2 separate regions of the Sus scrofa genome follow, and region 1 is linked to region 2. Evidence: chromatin contacts called from public Hi-C data. All regions are on one chromosome and are shown on one strand. Each heading gives the region's core, a stretch centred on a gene start, on an enhancer-like site or on the middle of the called end of the contact. The rest is flanking DNA. Distances are from core to core; before and after follow the strand shown. Region 1 has its middle 76 kb from the start of ADRB1. Region 2 overlaps CASP7 (caspase-7).

Region 1 (3,826 bases), core at 901-3,400, 290 kb after region 2:
GCACCATTCCCACTGCTTTGGAGCTGTGCCCCTCAAACCCTCTCATTTGTCTCTCTCACTGGGCTCCAGGAAGGCAGAGACCTGGTTTGATTGATTTCTGGATCCTCAGCACCAGGCTTCTGCAGTACCCAGCTCAGGGGAGAAGTTCAGTAAATATTTGTTGATTTCAGAAAAGGATGAATAAATCAAGGAATTAAAACGTGGCTTTCTGCCATACCTGTCATATTATTTAGAACTGTATCATCGACTTCACCACAAGGACAAATAAAATAAAATTTTAAAAATTGGATCATTAATCCTCAAGAAAAGTCAGATCACATCACATGCCTACTGGTTCCCAGATTCTGGGCGTTTTCCCTCTCTCACTGCTCACCCTCCCAGGCCCCCTCTCACCTTCCAACATGTGTCTTTGTAAGAAAATACAAAGAGGAATTTTATATTTTGACTTTGAGTGTAGCTGTGCTCAGGACCTCAGTGGCAAACACTCATTGGTGTCAACACTGTACTACGGGAGGTTTAGGTTTTGAAAAGAGTCTTCTCCTTATTGACTATCCATTGCAAGTACAAAAGCCCCAACCCAACCTCCTTCTCTTTCAATTACAAATCATGAACTAGTTGACAGAGGGTAAGGTAAAACCTAAGCCAAACGGTAGAAGCCACTGCCCAATAAAGATTCACTAGAAATGAAGATAAAACAGCCCGAAATTATAACGTGAGTTGGGAGATAGAGTTTGCATACACATTGCCGAAGAGTCCAGAGTCTGGGTTTGTTTGCAGTGAACCTGGGGCAAGTCACCCAAACTTTGAGAACCCCTGCTTCTTTAGCATCAGATGAAGAGGGATCAGAGGAAGTGTCCTACAAGAATCTGTGTCATCGTTCCTGAAAACTAAGGCTGGCACAGTATAAAGGTCAGACCAGGCCATGGAGGGAGAAGACTGGGGTCAGTCCTGGCACTGCTGTATCCATCTGTATGTCTTTGAGTGCCCTTGGGAAGATTCCTTAAGCTCTTTGAGCTTCAGGTTCCCAATCTGAAAAATGAAACTTACAAGATGGAACTTCCAGAGCTGTTGGGAGGAAGCGAAAGGAACCTATGTGTAGGTAAGGGTAGCTCTGATTATGATTGGGTTTGAGACTACAGGGCATAGTAACTAGGGATGCAGACCCACCCAGTTCAAATCTCAGTTCTTCTGGGTCACCTTGGGCCCTTGGGAAAGCTTCTTATTTTCTCTCAGACGGTTTCTTCCTGTGACAAATGGAGATAACAGGTGTATGCAGCTTGAAGTGTTTTTGTGAGGATTTAAGAAATTAATATAAATAACTAAATGTGGAGTTCCCATCATGGCGCAGAGGAAACAATTTCACTAGGAACCATGAGGTTGCGGGTTCGATCCCTGGCCTCATTCAGAGGGTTGGGGATCTGGTGTTGCTGTGAGCTGTGGTATAGGTCATAGATGTGGCCCAGATCTGGCATTGCTGTGGCTGTGGTGTGGCCAGGAGCTGTAGCTCCAATTAGACCCCTAGCCTGGGAACCTACATCTGCCGCAAGCGCAACCCTAAAAAGACAAGGGAAAAAAAATCAAAAATCAAAAACAAATAAATAAGTAAATGTAAGGGGAAGCACTTGGGACCTGGCAGACAACACCTTCGCCCATCTTATTCACCAAGGCGCTCCTGCCCCCGCCCCCACTCCCTCCAACCACCACCCCCATGTCCACCCCTGGGGTCAGAACTGTCCTTCCTTCCCACTCTTCCAGGGAGAAGAGGGGAGAGGAAAGCAAGATCACTGTTGACAGGGGAAGGTGACCTTGCAGGCATGGAGAAAGCTGGCCTGGAACTCATCTGCTCTCCCAGCCTGCTGGTTCACCCCACCTCACCTCCCTTGATTTCCGAGGCTTAAAATAGCCTGAACCGGTGTGGTCACATTTCAGTGTGCCACTCAGAGAGAACCCCTAGGGTGTTTTCAAAGCCAGCTCTGAGCTCCTCACTAGCCAGGCTCCGGTTATGAGTTATTCACACACATTGGGCTCTACCCGGTCTGCAGGGAAAGTGAGTTCCGAGTGCTTTCCTGCTAGATCCCACCTATGGGAGCTCTGCTTGCTCAGCAGGGTCAGACCCATCAGCTCCTTTAATAAACAGGGGCTGTGGAACCCTGCCAGCTGCAGAGGGTAAGGGAGCAGTGCTGCTGGGGCCGGGGGGTGGGGGAGGGAGGGATGGCAGGTTCTGAGGAGGTCAAGGATCATATGATGGGGAAAGGCCCACACTGGGAGTCAGGTGGAGGGTGGTCTGAGATCCAGCTCCACCCCCAATGTAGTGTGACCTTGAATTTGTGGCCTGCCCTCTCTGGATCTTCCATTGCCCTCTGATCTTTCTTTCTTTTTCCTTTTTAGGGCCTCACCAGTGGCATAAGGAAATTCCCAGGTTAGGGGTTGAATTGGAGCTACAGCTGCCTGCCTACACCACAGCCACAGCAACTCAGGATCCAAACCAAGTCTACCACCTACCCCGCAGCTCAGGGCAACCCGCTGGGCGGGGCCAGGGATCAAACCTGCATCTTCATGAACACTAGTTAGGGTTGTTACCGCTGAGCCACAACAGGAAATCCCACCTGACTTTTCCTGATGGTTCAAATTGGCTCTATTCTCCACCTCAGAGCGGCTTCATTCTCAGACCTTATATGATGTCAAGATGGCATCACGTAGCTCCTAACCTACTTCTTCTGATGCTCACATCTGGCAGGAAACAGAGTTTCTCTTCCCTCCTTGTTGGCCAAACTCTTGTTGCTCAAGAGCAATGCACCCATCTGGGGTGGCAGGTGCGCCAGCCCTCAGAGCCCATTCTCATCCCTCCCTGGGCTGCAAAGGTTGCAGAATGGAAATCTACATCCTCAGCCCCACTGAGCTAGGGTTCACATGCAAATTAGGTTCCATTCATCAGATGTCCTAGCGTGAGATGTGGAAGGCAGCCGTGAAGGGTGCTCTTGGTTCCTGGCCAAAGTCTCAGGTACAATCTCCAGGTTCATGGGTGTCCAGAAGCTTCCGAGGCCTGGATTGTAGCAGCTGGGTATATTCTTGAATGGGATGACTCCGGGCCAGGAAGAGAGGTGTGCTCTTCTCTCTCCACCTTGGTCCCTGGTGGGCAAAAAGCTTCTTTCCTGGAGACCCAGCCCACTTTTCCAGGGATGTCATGAGCACCTGTTTTCCTGCATTCCGTATCTTTCTGCTTAAAAACGGCCAAGTCATTCCTGTTCTGTTCCCTGTGTCTGACTCCTGACCAAGACCCCATCCCTGAACCCAGAGGGAAAGGAACGTGCTGATTGCCTGGGCCTTGGGCACAAGCCCATTGTGAAGTCTGGGTTAGTCATCACTGCCAAAAGATACAGATTAAGGAGAATAATTTCCCCCAATTACTATTATTTTAATATTGCCAAATTACTCTAATAATAATAATTACATCACAGTTGTCAAGGGAAAGGGGAAATGGAGACTGGCCAACCCAAAGCAACTAAAGTCCACTGTGCATCCTGACCCAGATGTCAGGGTAAGGAGCCCTGGCAGACAGAAATGGGGAGTGGAAGATGTCAGGATTCTGTCCAGGCCGAAAGTGTGGTGCAGAAGACACCGTCAGTACCACACCGAGATCCCCTCCCTCCCCCATCTCCCATTTCCTGCATCCATGCCCTGGCCCTTTGCTCTCAGCTTCTGGCCTGCAACAGAAGCCTACCCTATCAATTTTGCTGCACAGCAAAGTGACCCATCCATATATATATATATATACTTTCTTTTTCTCATCCTATCTTCCATCACGTTCCATCTCAAGTGATTGGAT
Region 2 (3,687 bases), core at 487-2,986:
AGCAGCTTAAGTCATTGTAGCTGCTCGAGTTGTTGCTATGACACAGTATTCTATCCCTGGCCTGGGAACTTCCACATTTTGTAGGTGTGGCCAAAAAGAAAAAAAGACTGGGAATAGTGTTTCAGAAGAAACCATGCTTTGGAAGCAGAGAAAAGAACAAAGAAAGCAGACCTTACCTCATTCCAAAGACTGTGTCCCAAATTAAGGGAAAGCTTTTCTCTCACACTTGTTAATTTCAAGAGGCCAGGTCTGAGCCCTCTAAAAGCAAACAAACCTTAAAACATACCCAGGGGCTTGACTTTTCAATAAAGGAAGACTTCAGATTCAGACTCCAGGATACTGATTGTCTGTATGCAAATTTGTATATAAAGCGTAATAAAGACTTAATGCTGTATTTGAAGCAGTGATGATACTACTTAAAATGACAGCCGTGTAGTTCCAGTTGTGGCACAGTGGAAACGAATCTGACTAGTAACCATGAGGTTGTGGGTTCAATCCCTGGCCTCATTCAGTGGGTTAAGGATCCAGCGTTGCCATGAGCTGTAGTATAGGTCGCAGACACGGCTCAGATCCTGCATGGCTGTGGCTGTGGCTGTGGCTGGTGGCTGCAGCTCCAGTTTGACCCCTAGCCTGGGAACCTCCATGTGCCATGGGTTTGGCTGTAAAAAGCCAAAAAAAAAAAAGAGATAGCTGTGCTGGTGTGGAGTTGGACAACCCAGGTTCAGATCCTGGCCCTGCTTCCCCCTTTCTAATTGAACAAGCAGAGCAAAGGTTATGGCCTTTCTGAGCTTGGTTTCCTCATTTCCATGATTGGAATATGAATACCTATCCACTCAGTTGTTTGTGAGAATTAAAGTACCTGATGAGAAAGAAATCATAGAATCAATTTCAAACCAGGAGACTCCTTAAAATGTCGTTTGTCCAATTCTCATTTGTAGCAATCAAAGTTGAGACCAGGAGTACCCCATTGTGGCTCAGCATTAATGAACCTGACTAGTATCCATGAGGTTGTGGGTTCAATCCCTGGCCTCGCTCAGTTGGTTAAGGATCCAGTGTTGCCATGACCTGTGGTATAGGTTGAAGAGGTGGCTCAGATCTGGCATTGCTGTGGCTGTGGCATAGGCCAGCAGCTACAGCTCCAATTCACCCCCCAGCCTGGGAACTTCCATATGCCGTGGGTGCAGCCCTAAAAAGACCAAAAAAAAAAAAAAAAAGAAGAAGAAGAAGGAAAAGAAAGAAAGTTGAGACCAGAGAGGTCAAGTTTTCTACCCACTGTCACCCAGCAGGACCAAGACCCAGGTCTGATGTGGGGTCCAGTGCTCCCTCCCCTCATATCAAGTGCCACCCACAGCTGCAGTGACATCAAGCTGTTCAATCACATTAATCCACCAGCAGAGCATTTTTTTCTTCCACCCAAGTGGGTCAGCAAATTTAATTCTTCATTGAAACTGCTCCCTTTCTGCTTCACTTCAGCCGAGGGATGGTATACAGACAGCATTTCAACAGGGCTAGCGATGGGCTTTCTGATACAGAGCGTCACGTGCCCATTTCAGGAGCAGCAAGCCACGCCTCTAAAGCATGGCCAAGGGGTCTAGAGACTTGGAAGCCGTCACTTCTACATGCACAGAATACCTCTCATTATTTTAGATTATTGCTCTTCAAGAGGGAGAGACTAAGCTCTAGGATTGACAGGAAAAGTGAGGAAGGGAGATCAATGTCAGGTTTTCACAGGAATAGACTGAAAGCACCATTCGTACAGAATTAAGCCCAGTAACAGAAAAGACCTGTGAAAATAAGCCCTGTTGCTTCTCCACGAACACATCATCACAAGTACGAAACGTGCATTATAACCTTGCGTGTTCCAACCCCAAGCTTGCTGGTGCTGAAGGCCTTCTGTCTGGCACACATCCATCAGCGTGTGTTTGTATACTGCTTGGCTGCAAGTGTCAAAGACAGATGAAGTGGTTATCTAAGAGTATAGGCTCAAGTATGCCTGCTGTTCAAAATTCTGGATTCTGCAGCCCCAGTACAGACGCCATTGTATCTTCCACGTCATTCCAGGCTATTTGAAGAGCCTTCAGTCTTTTGTTTCCCCTGAATGATTTTTTTTTAAGTCGTTTGTCAATTTTAATTGCCAGAGGTCTCTCTCGTCTTTTTTTTTTTTTTTTTTTAGGGGGATGTTGGAAATATAGATGTTGGTAATTCTCCTTAGTCTATTTTCAACTGACTTTGTTTCCTCGTGTAAGTGTATTTTTGCAAACTGAGTTTCAGAGAAGAGTATAGAGAGCCAGTTTTCTCTCCTTCACAAGCCTGAGGATGGCGGGGGATTAGGAGGTTTGCCCGAGAGAGCAGGTGTGGTTCCCACTTCACACCTTTCATTGACTGTGACTTTGAACCAGGAAATTGAGAAAAGCATTGCAGAGGTGTTTGCCTAATAATTTTGGTTTTTATGTGTTCATCTTTTCCTCATTGCATTTGGAGGGTGAAATGGAAAAGGGTAGTAACTCCTGAATCATTCGCTTTATTCAAGACCCTTGAAAAACGTTTGTGTGCCTCATTTGAAAATTAAGATGTTTGGTATGCCTCTGTGGTCTTTTATTTTATGACTTATTCATTATTTTATTACACCCTTGAGTATCTTTATAAGGAAAAAAATAACCCAGTAAATTTGAACTCTTTGACTCGGCACCAGCCCACTTCCTACTTTGGTTCGCTTACATGTCATTTTACATGTTTTGCGATTCCTGTGTGTGCGGTTTTGCCACCTTTTATAGATTTGATACTTCGGCGGGTCTCCCACATCTGCACGCTCATCACTTTAAATAGCTGTGTAGTATTTTATTCTGCGGCTCCTCTGTGCCTTGCTGAGCCATTTCCCCATCGTTTCCAGTTTTCCACTCTTAAAGATGGTGCTACTGGCTGTTTCTTTGTGGAAATGTGGAGTTTTTTCCCCTTGGGATCCCAAGTTCCTAGAAAGTTGCTTTTTCTCTAGGGAGCTGTCCTGGAGTGGGGAGGATGCAGCCATGTGGAGCCTGGGCATTTCTGCCGGTCAGCAGAGAAGGCGGAGGCCAGTGTGACTTTCCCAGCCCCAGTGTCCTATGGAAAACTCCAGCGTGCAGTTCACTGCTGATTCAGGCACAGGCCTTCAGGGCCGGGCCGGCTGTGCCAGTCTTCTGTCCCTGCTCGGCTCCGAGCATGTTGAGTTTTTATTATTTCAGAGAAGAAGGAAACTCGCTGCCTGCTGTCACAGGGCGAAGCCTAGTTCTGATGCAGAGAGAGATGCTTTCCGATGGAGACATGAGGTACCGAATTCCCTCTCTCCTCTCCGTCCTGTCCTGAGCTGGGGATGCCCTCTCCTGAAATCTTGAAACCATGAATGAATCATCCCAAAGATATTTAGACAAAGCAGCTATGAAAACCAGAGCTCTAGTTCCGAATGGAGCAGCCCCCAGGGGAAGTGTGTGCCTGGTGGTATGTTTACTTTCGTGCTGATGAATGTCTGCAAACAGACGGAGCTACTGGGAATCCTATTCAGGGAGACACTTTAGAAAATAAATAGGAGCGGGTTTGCCTGCTTCTCTTCCCTTCCAAATATAGAAAGGTATAATTCACGTTTCAAGGAGCCTAGGGGATCTGTAAGAAGATAAAACCTGTATTTATCCATTCTGGTGATGGGGGGGGGAATTA

What was found. A called contact is a pair of places that touch in the nucleus more often than the background predicts.
Region 1: a Hi-C map of heart right ventricle shows a contact between it and region 2, with 5 times the contacts expected there. The contact joins two enhancer-like sites. A contact is called at or near these places in 3 of 47 Hi-C or Micro-C datasets (epiblast stem cells, fetal heart ventricle and heart right ventricle) and 1 of 2 datasets of contacts at active chromatin or transcription factors (skeletal muscle).

What each region holds. Positions count from the first base shown.
Region 1 is chr14:124,322,726-124,326,551 of Sscrofa11.1, forward strand. No RefSeq gene overlaps it. Among named protein-coding and RNA genes, the nearest start is that of ADRB1, 76 kb to the right of the region's middle. Within about 2 kb of position 2,151, at least 3 of the 83 cell types and tissues checked have an H3K27ac peak or open chromatin away from gene starts, as enhancers often do.
Region 2 is chr14:124,033,230-124,036,916 of Sscrofa11.1, forward strand. The region is part of intron 2 of CASP7 (caspase-7); the gene reads left to right. Among named protein-coding and RNA genes, the nearest start is that of CASP7, 17 kb to the left of the region's middle. Within about 2 kb of position 1,737, at least 4 of the 83 cell types and tissues checked have an H3K27ac peak or open chromatin away from gene starts, as enhancers often do.